Linked DNA regions of Mus musculus: regions 2 and 3 are each linked to region 1. The links are chromatin contacts, called in public HiChIP or PLAC-seq maps. All regions are on one chromosome and are shown on one strand. Each heading gives the region's core, a stretch centred on a gene start, on an enhancer-like site or on the middle of the called end of the contact. The rest is flanking DNA. Distances are from core to core; before and after follow the strand shown. Region 1 overlaps Slc38a9 (solute carrier family 38, member 9). Region 2 has its middle 15 kb from the start of Gm41067. Region 3 overlaps Gm41067 (a long non-coding RNA gene).

Region 1 (3,645 bases), core at 439-2,938:
AGAAGCAGGAAACAGCGCTGTGCCCCAAACTGTGGCTGTTACTCTTACACATTGGTAAAAACAATGGGAAAACAAAAGAAAACAAACCCCCAAGAAAGTTTCATTTCTGCTACTTTTCTAACAAACTCTGATACCTAAGAAACGGTAGTTGAGTTTAGCCTTCTAACTGACATACAGAACATTTGAGTCACTTGCTATTTATTCTCCATGACAACATTCAAATATAGTAGGTATCAACTAGTCAATTTCATGAATAGTAACAAGAGCATTTATAAAAGTAAAGCCATGGGCAGAGAGATCAACATAGCATATCAAACATACTGGCAAATGCATTAAGTGCTATTAATAAATTATAAGGGGGATATAGTAAAAATGAGTGGGCCAGAGGCTAAACAATCACTACATATATATTTGGCAGCCTAATATAACCACCAATCTCTCAAAAGTGTTACGATATGATGTATTATTTCTACTTCTACCATGATAGTGATTCTTAAAGGTGATGAACAAATATTGATATCTGAGGGCTAGGGCGATGGTCCAGTTAGTAAAGTGCTTGCTGCACAGTATGAGGAACTGCAATTAGATCTGCAGGACACACAGGCAAGCACAGGGACACGGCTTTAACCCCAGCTCTGGGGAGGAGGTAGAAACGGATGAAGCACCGGAGCCCACTGGCTAGCCCTAGCCCATCTAGGCAAGCTGATGAGCTCCAGGGTCTCAAGAGATAAGGCGGAGGGCAGTGGAGGAAGATATTCAGTCAGCACTGACTCTAGCCTCCAAAACACGCATGCACACGCGTGCATGCACACGCATGCACACAGGCATCTCAGAGATACTACTACGTTAGGAAGCTCACACTCTACAGGATTTTCCAGCAGGATCAGTGCCCCACAAAACTCAAGAATGTTAACTTTAGGCAGATACTTGGGCTACTAAAGGACTAATATTGATAGAAAGAGGTATAGATGGTCTTCTTGTCACTGTTTACTCTGGAATTCAACGGCATTAACATCTAACCACTAGGTTGGTTTGAAGGTCTGCTGCAAAGCAGTCCGGGAAGTGTTAGGCCTTGGCTCCTGCCTCTGGCTGGCGCGTTAACTGTACCAGTTTAGTTGGCTTGGGTACTCTGAGAACAGAATGGCTTTGAAAGCTTTTCTTTTCCAACCGTTTTCATCGAGATGTTGAGTGCCTGTTCAAACAAATATTTTGGAATTTTTTCAAAACAGATTCTCTTTAAAAATATACAATTCAGCATATTTTTGGTGAATTATTAGAAACACATTTTAGAAAGTGAAAATATGAACTTTACTTAAAACACTTTAAAAATGAAGAACACTACATAGAGGATAATGTTCAGGGTAAAAGACTCAAGAGCTTTTATCTTTGAACTCTCTTTCAATTGTGCCTATCAGGGTCACTTGCCATTTGACACGCAGTTCAGCTGTACCCAATGAGAACAAAGAGGGCATATCTGTCTCACCTTGTAAATAGTTAAGCTCATGCCAAAGCAAGAGTGTTTTAATTTGGAGCAAAATTTACAACATATTTTAAAATGTGATTCAATTCTCATATATTCATTTAATGCACACATAAACAACGAAACCACACTCCTGCTAACACCTTTTTTAGAGTGTACTCCTTAAATTCCTTAAAATCTTTTGGCTTTTCAATCTGTCTCCACCCTTCTACTGCCAAGCCACGCTCCTGTGAGGGTTTAGTAACAACTCTATGACTCATGGCAAGGCTCATACCCAGTATGGAAATCTTGATTTGAAATTGCCCAGTTATTTGCATCCCTATGGAAGTTGAAGTGTTCTAACACCCAACAGACTGGTTGGGGTAATTTATTAACACAAAACAAAAACAGACAAAAATAACAAGGCAATCAAGTATTCCAAAAATGTTACACAGATACACTTTCAAATAGCAAGCCTCTGTACTTGCTTCTACCTACTTGGTAAAACACGTTCCCAACAGAAAGCTTTTCAGTACACAGGGCAGAAAAAGAAATTACTCAGGCCACTGCATCTAGAAAGCCCTGCTGCTAGGGAATGCTGGTGAGGGCTGGCCCCCGGGTGTGTTTCTTACTTCCTCTGAAGCCCAAAGACCACCATCTCTTTACAAACACCTGCCCTGCAGCCCAGCTTGAAGCCCAGGTGCCAAGGCTGAGCTTACATAAGCTTCTCTACTTTGGCTACTTTATTTAGAAGTGGTTTTCCAACTTATTATATAAACATTATTTAAGTTCCAACCAAGTAATCTGCATTTGAGTTAGGCATTAAACAGTGACTAGAACACAGACCCACGAGGACTGTACAATAACCTGCCACAGAGATATATAAATAAGTGGCATAGACCCAGAGGGAAGGAACCAAGTGTTTCATGCAACAATGGGAGCAAGGCAATTGGGAGAGCTGTGTGATGCTTGGGTTATGTGGGGGATGGGAGACACACAGAAGAGGGAACTACATCATCTGGCAGACTGTCGGGGAATTCATAGGTAAGCTGAATCTTAGAGAGGTATGGTCAATAGGAGAAAAAAGTGTTTCAAAGAACAGAAGACTAGGGATGTAACTCACAGGCTCAGCATGTGTAAAGCCTTGGATTCACTCCCTGTACACACACACACACACACACACACACACACACACACACACACACCAGAACACATGGGAGTGGAGGGAGAAGAGAGAGAATCAAAAAGAAAAAGTATGAGATATATTTTAAAACACACGTTGGTCAGTGTATGGAGATTTTCACATGCTAACACAGGGTTTAATCTAAAGGAAGGAAGCCAGTGCATCTGCTTCTTTGACTGATTACTTCTCAAAGCTCTAATTTTTAAATGTAAGGAATCCTAGAGTTCTCAGAACAGGAGTTCTCTCCTGTGATCTCATTCCATCGGCCAGTTCGTGCAACTTGCATCCATACAGATACTGGCTATACTGACGTATGCTGTCCAGACTGAAAGCCTGGCTGGTGTATCAAACTCTTCCCCACTGTGCCTCCCTTATCCCACATGTTGGACTTGAGTGCCCACATGAGCCTCACCAATCCTCAAACACTACACGTGTGCATACAGCTTCTTCAGGACCTTTGCTATTCATTTCAGGTAAAACAAACTCTACAGACCTTTTTTCCTGCACAGCTTATTTGTCACCTCTTTTAGCTCTTTCCTAAGCTGTCCCTTTCTCAACAAGGCCTTTGATGATTACGGTCATCACATTGAAACCTCAACACCTCTTTGACACTCTTGCTATCCACCTCTGTCGATCTTCTCCTCAGCAGCAACGATACCTAATATGATGGACAAATATTAACTTTTTGGTCCCCTCTGGTAAAATACCAGCTCTACAGGGGTATTTTTTAGTGCTTGTTGCTGTCATTTTGGTCATGAGCACATTTATAGAGCCAATAACTGTATTTGGCATGTTACAGCACCTGTACAAAATGTGCTAAGTGGGGGCTGGTGGTTTATCTCAGTGGTAGTGTACTTTTAAAAAAAATGTGGTAAGGGAATACAGGATACACCAGCACTTTAAGGAAAGTATGTGTTATCATGTGTAGGTGCGAACATGTGTGTGTGTGTGTGTGTGTGTGATGTATGTGCTTGGAGCCCAGGAGGTCTTCTTCAGTCAGGCT
Region 2 (3,841 bases), core at 1,168-3,667, 69 kb before region 1:
AATATTTAATCCGTGAAGGCCCACAGAGCCCAGTGAGGCATCCACCTCCTCACGAGAGCTTCACCACCACCGTGGGGAGCAGGCAGATGAGTCAGCCCCTACTGGCTTCTGCCCCATCTGGCCTCTTGATCCTTAGGCATTTCCCAAGCCTTGAGCCTCCCAAGGGCCCATGTGACACAACTGGAGTTCTTCGCTTGTCACTGGGCCTGGAATTTCCATGTTGCTTCCACACCTGGTCACCAGATGGTGTCACAGACAAGCTTCCAGGTGGGTTCCAAGCTGCAAGGTCCTCCTGTTGTGTCTGCTTTGCCACCTGGCTTTTTTTTTTTTCTCTGTCACTCTGTCCCCAGCTGTTGTCAGACTATTCATAACTGTTTATTCTCTATGTCCACTCACCCACCTCTGGATCATGGGAGTATCCTAACTTATTATTTTGGAATTTTCAAACAGCTGACAAGAGAAAGCAGTGCAGGGGCAGGTTGTCTGCATTTTTTTTTGTATTTGCACTTTTTTACACGCACGCATACATGCACCCCTATACACATATATACACAATACACACACATGCACACACCCACACAAGTACACACACATATACATACAAACACACACACACAGATAGACAGAAAGACAGACAGACAGATACTCTCTCTCTCTCTCACACACACACACGCACACACACACACACACACACACACACAGAGTCCTTTACAGCTGTACCTTTTTCAACCTATTATCCAGTTAGGGATCATGCATTACCATTTTATTGTCTGTTGTCGTTGCTGTTGTTGTTGTTGTTGTTGTTGTTGTGGTTAGTGCCTATCTAGAACAGCTTTCTGGTTTCAGGGGCTCCTTTTTTTTTTTAGGGAGGGGGACAAGCAGAGTCTCATTCTGTAGCTCAAGCTGACAGGGAATTCTCAATCCTCCTGCCTCAGCTCCTTGGAGGGTTGTTACAGTGGCACCTCTAGCTTGTTCCACATGGATGTTTATGAAGAGCACAGGGCCCCTTACAAAGCAAGCATGAGGGGATGTCTGATTGCCTCCCATGCTAGACGCAGGCTAAGCATTTGGAATGGCCTACTGCTGTATGGTTTCCTTGGCTGTGCCCAGTACTCATTTTTACTCCTCTGCTCAGGAAACTTTCTCTGTCCTCATACCCTGACAGAAGGCAAGGCCCCACAGGTGGTTACAAATAGGGGACCCAGCTGGGCTGCGGCCACCAGTTATCACTCTGACAACTCAGTCATCTAGACTTGGCTAAGGGAAACAGAAGAACACTCTCTCGGATGTCCTACTGTCCTGTATGACAGAGGCGCTCTTAGCCCACGCCGATCTGGTTAGCCCGAGGTGGACTGTGAGGATAAAGGATGAGACTGAGTCTCCATGGAAGCAAGGGCTTAGTGACGTCAAATCCGCAGGAACTGGAAGACCTAACCTTCACCTGTGGACAGAGTGTCTACTCCAGTAGACACTCCCAGCACAGGGCTCCGCGCATCGACAGGAAGGATGGGAGCGAGAGGAGCCTGGAAGTCTGGCTGGGGTCAGAGATCTGGCAGATATCCATGCTCTGTGCTAGCAAGGATGCCAAGGTCTTCCTTGAAAAGGAAGTACGGGTATCACACATTGAAAAAATTAAAGTGAACCCTAGTCCAGAAGCTGTCACGGACCAGGAGACAGTAGAACAGAGTTCCTCCCAGGCAGGAAGCCTTTCCTGTTCTGGTGTCCTTATGACTAAGCTCTGTGCTTGGTTCAGGGGAAACAGATCATTTCTGCTTTAGAACGAGTGAACATGGATGGGGAGGTGATTCAGGGGACAGAGTGCTGGCGTAGATGCACAGAGCATGGGGTTTGATCCCCAGCTAGGCACAAAGGGAGAGAGAGCAATGGCGTGTACCTGTAACCTCAGCACTTGGGAAGCAGAGGCAGGAGGACCACAGTGAAGGGCATTCTCAGCTACACAGTGAATCTGAGGCTAGCCTGGGCTACCAGAGATCTGATTTGTTTGTTATTTTTCAAAGATAGAAATGAATATGATTCCCCATATGCCGGGTTTAATAAGCATCCCAAGGTGCCTGCTGTTGAGATGAACCATCGAGGAGAGAGAGAGAGAGAGAGAGAGAGAGAGAGAGAGAGAGAGAGAGAGAGAGAGAGAGAGAACCCAGTTGAGATATAGGACTGAGCCAGAGAAAGCTGTTGCATGTTATTATAATTAGGTTCAACCCACCAACACCACAAATGTTTTTCACGATAAATGAACCACTTTTTCTGCCTGCAGAGGCCCTTTTCCCAATCATACATTTAGTAGCAGAAGAAGCAGGGTCACAAGGCCGGCCTTTCCCTTCACTGCCACACAGGGTGGGAAGAGAAAGAAAGACGTGGATGTACTCAGAGCCAGAAAGCAGCACCCGCGACTCACTCTTAAACATCATAAAAGCTGGGAAGAAAGCCCCACGGGGGAATCTCTCCAGATGACTTGGATAGGAAGCCAAGGTGCTCCTAATAAAAAAGGCTTGAACATAAAGGTTTGGCACATTCTTAAGATGAGGAGGACAGTCAGGGTGAGTGGTGGAGCTGTGTGCCCTGGCTGTGTTCAACATCTGGAGTCTTGGATGCTTCCAGCAAGGCTCACTAGACCATGATCAGGTGACCATGGAAGATTCCTTACTGGCTAGAAGTACGGAGGGTGGGGGTGGGGGTGGGGGTGGGGGTGAGGGCGGGGAGTCAGGTGGCTTAGAAGAAGGTATTTTTAAGTTGAGCCGAGTGCAATGGCATTACCATCTCCACATTTAGAGACTAGGAGTAAAAAAAGACACAAAGAAAGGAAGTGGACTGCTCTGGGCCTTGGGTTAACTACAGCCCGGCGCTGCTTCCTTATATAGGTTTCGTGTCCTTAGGTTAGGCTTTCAAAAACCCATGTTTTTTTTTTTTTTTTTTTTTATTTATAGGCAAGCAAACCCCAATTTTTCTAAATTCTCCCTAAAGATGATGCTGACCAGACCGTAATTTCTATGATCGCCAGGCCTGGAGCCCGGCCTTTTGCCCTTCCTGTCTGGGCCCCTTAAAGAAACTAGGTTACCCCTCCAGGCCAGTGATATTTCCTTCCTCCTTCCTCCTGTCTTTCTTTGCCTTCCTGCCTCTCCTCTCCCTTCCTCCCCCACTTCTTCCTTTCTCCTTTCTCCCCTCTATATCTGTCTCTCCCTTGCCCTTTCCTCCCTGTCCTTTTCCCCCTCCGGGTCCCCCTCTGGCGCTTGTCTCTAAGCCCCGCCCCCTCTTGTCTCTAAGCCCTCCCAACCCCGGAGGCTGGCGGGTTCCACTTAGTTCCTAGCCTGGCTGGAGGACAGCTGGGGGAGCATTCTGCTGCCAGCGAATTGGCAGAGAGAACAAACTACCTAGGCTCTCCTGGATGGATTTTGTCATGGCAGCTGGCGCACACGACACCTCGTATTTAGGAAAAGAAGCATGGCATTGCTTTAGGATGACAGGACCCCCGTTTCACTCTGCTCCGAATGTTTGTCCTGTTACAGAACTAGTGCAAACAACAACAAAAAAAGTTAAAAGGAAACCCCACCCTTGCACCGTTTCCTCACGCATCTCCCTCCTGCTCCGGGCCTGCCTGGCAGGACCAAGGAGGGAAAATTCTTGTAGTTACAGCCAAGTGAATGGTGGGGCCAGGTTTGGCAGCTGCAAAGGGCTGAGTAAATCTTGGAACACTGGGTCTGAAAGAGCTCTTAAGGAGGACTGAGGCCCGCATTCTCCTCTAATGGGGAAACCAAAGCCAGGCAGGTTGCTTGGTGTTTAGATAAAATTGTGTCTCCCAGTGTTTACATGTCGAGGTCCTAAG
Region 3 (3,936 bases), core at 1,022-3,521, 95 kb before region 1:
TGTATGTGTGTGTGTGTGTGTGTATGTGTGTGTGTGTGTGTGGTGTGTATGGTGTGTGTGGGGGGTGTGTGTGGTGTGTGGTGTGTGGTGTGTGTGGTGTGTGTGTGTGTGTCTGTGTGTGTGAGTGTGGTGTGTGTGTGTGTGTGTGTGTATTCCTAAACACCTAAGTCCAACCTGCTCAGTCATATATATGTTTTCAAGGCTGACCATGTGGTATTGGATAACCAGTTGGTGGCTCTTGCCTGGTGAAGGCTATCTCTCCTGCTCTTGGCCTTCCTTGGTTGCCTGCAGTTCTTTGTGTAGGGTTGAGGCCGCCTGGCTTTTAGACACTCACTTCGGCATGACTATTGGTCATTCAGCTCCGGTTCAGGAAGTCACGGAGGTGAGACTTTATGGGTGTAGCTTCAGACATTCACAGGAGACACAGTGTCACATTGAGCTCACTGCCCCTCTGGCTCTGAACAATAATCTTTCCACTCCCTCTTCTGCAACGTTCCCTGAGGAAGCCTTCAGCTTGGTAGCTGTGTTATAGAAGTATTGACTAGGACTGGGCTGTACAATTCCACATTTTGATTGCCTTGGTATACTTCACGACTCTCCCCTCGTCTAACTTCCAATAGCCCGAAGTCGTTGTTGATGTCACTGATAGTGGCAACCCGTAAGGACCGAAAGCAGGACATGCAGAAAAAGCTGTGTTTCTAAGTTCAGAATGAAGGCATACTCATTTTCCTGTTGCCACTGCTACAAATTGTGACCAAGTTAATGACCAGATGTGTTCTCTTACAGCTGTGTAGGTCAGAAGTCTGTCATGAGTCAAGACACACCACTAAAATCAGGGCGTTGGCAGGACCACGTCCCTTTCTACGTGGTATCAGAAAAAGACAGTTTCTTTGTGTTTTCCAACTTCTAAAGGCTGCTCACATTCCTTGGCTTGTGGCCACATCCTCTATCTTGAGAGACAGCAACTGGCATCTCTTTATGGGTCTTCCATGCCACCTGCCCCTCTGACCACATCAGAAGGTTCTCTCTGAGAACTTTAAAACACACGTGATTTGTAACGTGGATCTGTCAGATATCCTAGAATCATCTCTTTCTTGCAGTTTTAATTTAATCACAAATACAAGGTTCCTTTTATAGTATAAATTAGTGTGTGAAGACTATAGATGCCTGGGAGATATTTTCTTTTTATGACTAGCTAAGAAGGATTGTATAAGGAGGGAAATATTGACATAAATACTGTGTTTATATAGCCGCAAGCACTGGGGACAGAGTGTGTACCAGACAGCTCTCAACCACAGTGACAGTATACCCAAGATGGACAACTGGGGAGGAAAAGAGACTTATTTGGGTTTATGCTTTCTGTCCATGGCTAGTTTGCTCCATTGGCTTCAGTCCTATGATGAGGCAGAAAACAAGCAAAGCTGTTTGCCTCATGCCAGCTAGGAAGCAAGTGAAGGAGAAGGGCCAGGGCGCCAATGCCTCTCTTGAGGACATGTCATGTCTCCCGTGCTGCCGCCGCCGCCTCTTCTCCTTCTGCAGCCTTCCTCACACTGCCCTCTTGTCAATTCCCCTTGCTTCCTCCTCCTCCTCTTCTTCCTTTTGGTTTTCCCAATGGGGTTTCTCTGTGTAGCCCTTGGCTGTTCTGGAACTTGCTCTGTAGACCAGACTGACCTCAGACTGAGAGATCTGCCTGCTACTGCCTCTGGTGTCCTGGGTCTGAGTCACCATCACTTGGCTCTTTTCTTCTACTAATTTTAAGAAGAACATCCCCTCCTTTTGGAAAGGAGATCGGGTCTTACTATGTAATTCTGACTGGCTTGGTGACATGGGAAAGTTGGAGTGTCTTGATCACGATTGAGTCTTTCTCTGGTATCTAGGATCCTGCAGACTCAGTAGTCACCAAAGCTACCCTGAGTCTGGCCTTCAGGTTGTTGTTGGCTTTTAAATGGGAAGAACAAAATTCACTGACCAGTGATGGTGAGTTTTAGAGAAAAGTTTATTATAGATTTATGGGTGGGAGCTTGAGAAGGAGAACTAGGGTAGGGGTGGGGGTGGGTTCCTAGAAATAGGATAGCAAGGGTGGCCTTTTAAAAAGATTTACTGCAGAAACTTCAGTGAGGTAGGAGGCAGGGGTGAGCTTCTACAGGAACAGGGGCGGTAAGGGCCAGTTCATCTTCAGAAAAGATGAGGCTGGTGTAGACTCCGACATGAGCATCGGTGGTGAACACTGGACATCTGGGAGCTATGAGTCAGCACAAAATGGCTGATATCAGATGTCCAGGAGACTGGAAATAAAATATGATGTTGCTGTTATGCAACATTCCTGTCAGACTGCCACTTTTGTGTGGATTTAATATAAAACTGGCCTTGAGGTCCGAGACACCAGCCCTAGTTGGAGCCTTTGCCTTTGTTTCATCAGCCAGCCAGGGTGCCTGTCTTATGCATAGGTAGGTAGGTGCCTGCCTGTCTGTGTGGTGGTCTTTGGCAGAGGTGAATAAAGCTTGTCTTAGCAGCCTGAGACTCCTTGCGTCATTTTCAATCTCCTGACCTTCCTCCTCCCCTAGGATGGACGCTCTGACCTCACAGCTTCTTGTCAATCCAGCTGACTCACTTAGGTAGGTGTCCAGGTGCCTTCCTTACCTTCATTTACATAATGGAGAAGAGCCCTTAGGCAAGGAGATAAGGAGGAGGGAGAGCTGGGACCCTATTCTGGCATTCCTGGCCTCCAGCAAGGTAATTACCAGAACTGCTGCTTGGAGACCCCTGCCCTAACTAACCAGCTTCTATCTTCTATCATCCTTGGAGGTTGCTGTGTAGAGCGGGCTGGCCTCAAGCCCACAGAGAGCCCCCTGTTCTACTTCCCAAGGACTGGGGTTAAAGGTATGACCCACCTTGCCCAGCCCAGCCATGACCTGAGTTTTTCCTACAACGTCTCACTGTGTGAGACCCACTGCCCAAGCCTTCAAACCCTGACATTAGGGCACATTCAAGATCTAGACCATAATGCCATTTAAGCAACCCTCTGGTCCTCAGGAGATCCGTGACTATAAAGGATAACAAGTTAATTTTTGTCAGTTTGAGATAGGGTCTTGCCGTGTAGCCTAGACTAGCCTAGAACTCGTGACCTTCCCGCCCCAGCCTTCCTTCCGGGTATGTGCATTTACGTGCGTGTGTTGCCGTATCCAGCTACCAACAAAAGTTTCATGCATTTGAAATGAAAATCAGTGGGATTCTGTGGTTGGTATTGAGTATCAGCAAGATACCTTCGTATCGCTGCGACTAGATTGTCTTTTCCTTCACCCAGAATAGCTTCGCAGACGCAGCCAAGTTGCATGGGGTGTTGGGGTCGTCCATTCTCACTTCTGCAAAGTTTTCCTCTCTGGGAATATGCTACAGGGTATTTACAGTTTCTTGTTTAGGGGAACGGGAGTAGCTTCCGGGCTTGGGGCTACTGTGTTCTGGTGATCACAAGAACACACTTCTATGATGTACACTGGAATGTCATATCTCAGCATTATGAGGACCGGGTCTGCCCAGCTTCCTTAGACACCAGCACATAGAGTCCAATGTATTCATACTGTGCCATTCCTACCATGAGTACTTTATATTGATATTTTTTCTCTATTACCTGCCTTTTCCACTATGGAATTCCGACAGCTGAGGCCCCTGTGGCTCCGGCTCGCATTTCCCTTACTTGCATAGCACAGGCTACCCCTGAACCCTGCTAGCTCTGCCTCAGCATCCTGTGAGCTGAGATGCTCTCTTCTGAATCATCACCTCTGGCTCATAGCTTTATTTCATAGGCCTGGCTTCCTGGTTTTAAACATCTGATTTAATTCCATGAAGATTTAATTCAGTTCAAGAGAATTGTAGACTGGTGCTGGCGGCCGTAGCTTAGTAGTAAAATGTTTGCCTAATATGTTTGAGGTCGAGGGA

Evidence for each region. HiChIP or PLAC-seq counts read pairs in DNA pulled down with a chosen protein or histone mark.
Region 2: a contact with region 1 is called in a CTCF HiChIP or PLAC-seq map of the NIH/3T3 cell line, with 12 read pairs. The contact joins two enhancer-like sites. A contact is called at or near these places in 2 of 15 datasets of contacts at CTCF or cohesin (the G1E-ER4 cell line and the NIH/3T3 cell line), 23 of 484 Hi-C or Micro-C datasets (3T3-L1-derived adipocytes, the C2C12 cell line, the C3H10T1/2 cell line and 14 more), 3 of 115 datasets of contacts at active chromatin or transcription factors (embryonic fibroblasts and embryonic stem cells) and 1 of 9 other capture datasets (adipose tissue).
Region 3: a contact with region 1 is called in an H3K27ac HiChIP or PLAC-seq map of embryonic fibroblasts, with 20 read pairs. The contact joins two enhancer-like sites. A contact is called at or near these places in 1 of 39 promoter capture datasets (the 3T3-L1 cell line), 2 of 15 datasets of contacts at CTCF or cohesin (the G1E-ER4 cell line and the NIH/3T3 cell line), 15 of 484 Hi-C or Micro-C datasets (3T3-L1-derived adipocytes, the C2C12 cell line, the G1E-ER4 cell line and 8 more), 6 of 115 datasets of contacts at active chromatin or transcription factors (the NIH/3T3 cell line, embryonic fibroblasts, embryonic stem cells and 2 more) and 1 of 9 other capture datasets (pancreatic islet).

What each region holds. Positions count from the first base shown.
Region 1 is chr13:112,681,609-112,685,253 of GRCm38.p6, reverse strand. All of the region lies in intron 2 of Slc38a9 (solute carrier family 38, member 9), which reads right to left. Among named protein-coding and RNA genes, the nearest start is that of Gm52034, 10 kb to the right of the region's middle. Within about 2 kb of position 1,688, at least 32 of the 459 cell types and tissues checked have an H3K27ac peak or open chromatin away from gene starts, as enhancers often do. A contact at or near this core is called in the NIH/3T3 cell line, muscle stem cells and tail fibroblasts, where this site is marked.
Region 2 is chr13:112,751,412-112,755,252 of GRCm38.p6, reverse strand. No RefSeq gene overlaps it. Among named protein-coding and RNA genes, the nearest start is that of Gm41067, 15 kb to the left of the region's middle. Within about 2 kb of position 2,417, at least 112 of the 459 cell types and tissues checked have an H3K27ac peak or open chromatin away from gene starts, as enhancers often do. A contact at or near this core is called in the NIH/3T3 cell line and muscle stem cells, where this site is marked.
Region 3 is chr13:112,777,011-112,780,946 of GRCm38.p6, reverse strand. The region is part of intron 2 of Gm41067 (a long non-coding RNA gene); the gene reads right to left. Among named protein-coding and RNA genes, the nearest start is that of Gm41067, 10 kb to the right of the region's middle. Within about 2 kb of position 2,271, at least 26 of the 459 cell types and tissues checked have an H3K27ac peak or open chromatin away from gene starts, as enhancers often do. A contact at or near this core is called in tail fibroblasts, where this site is marked.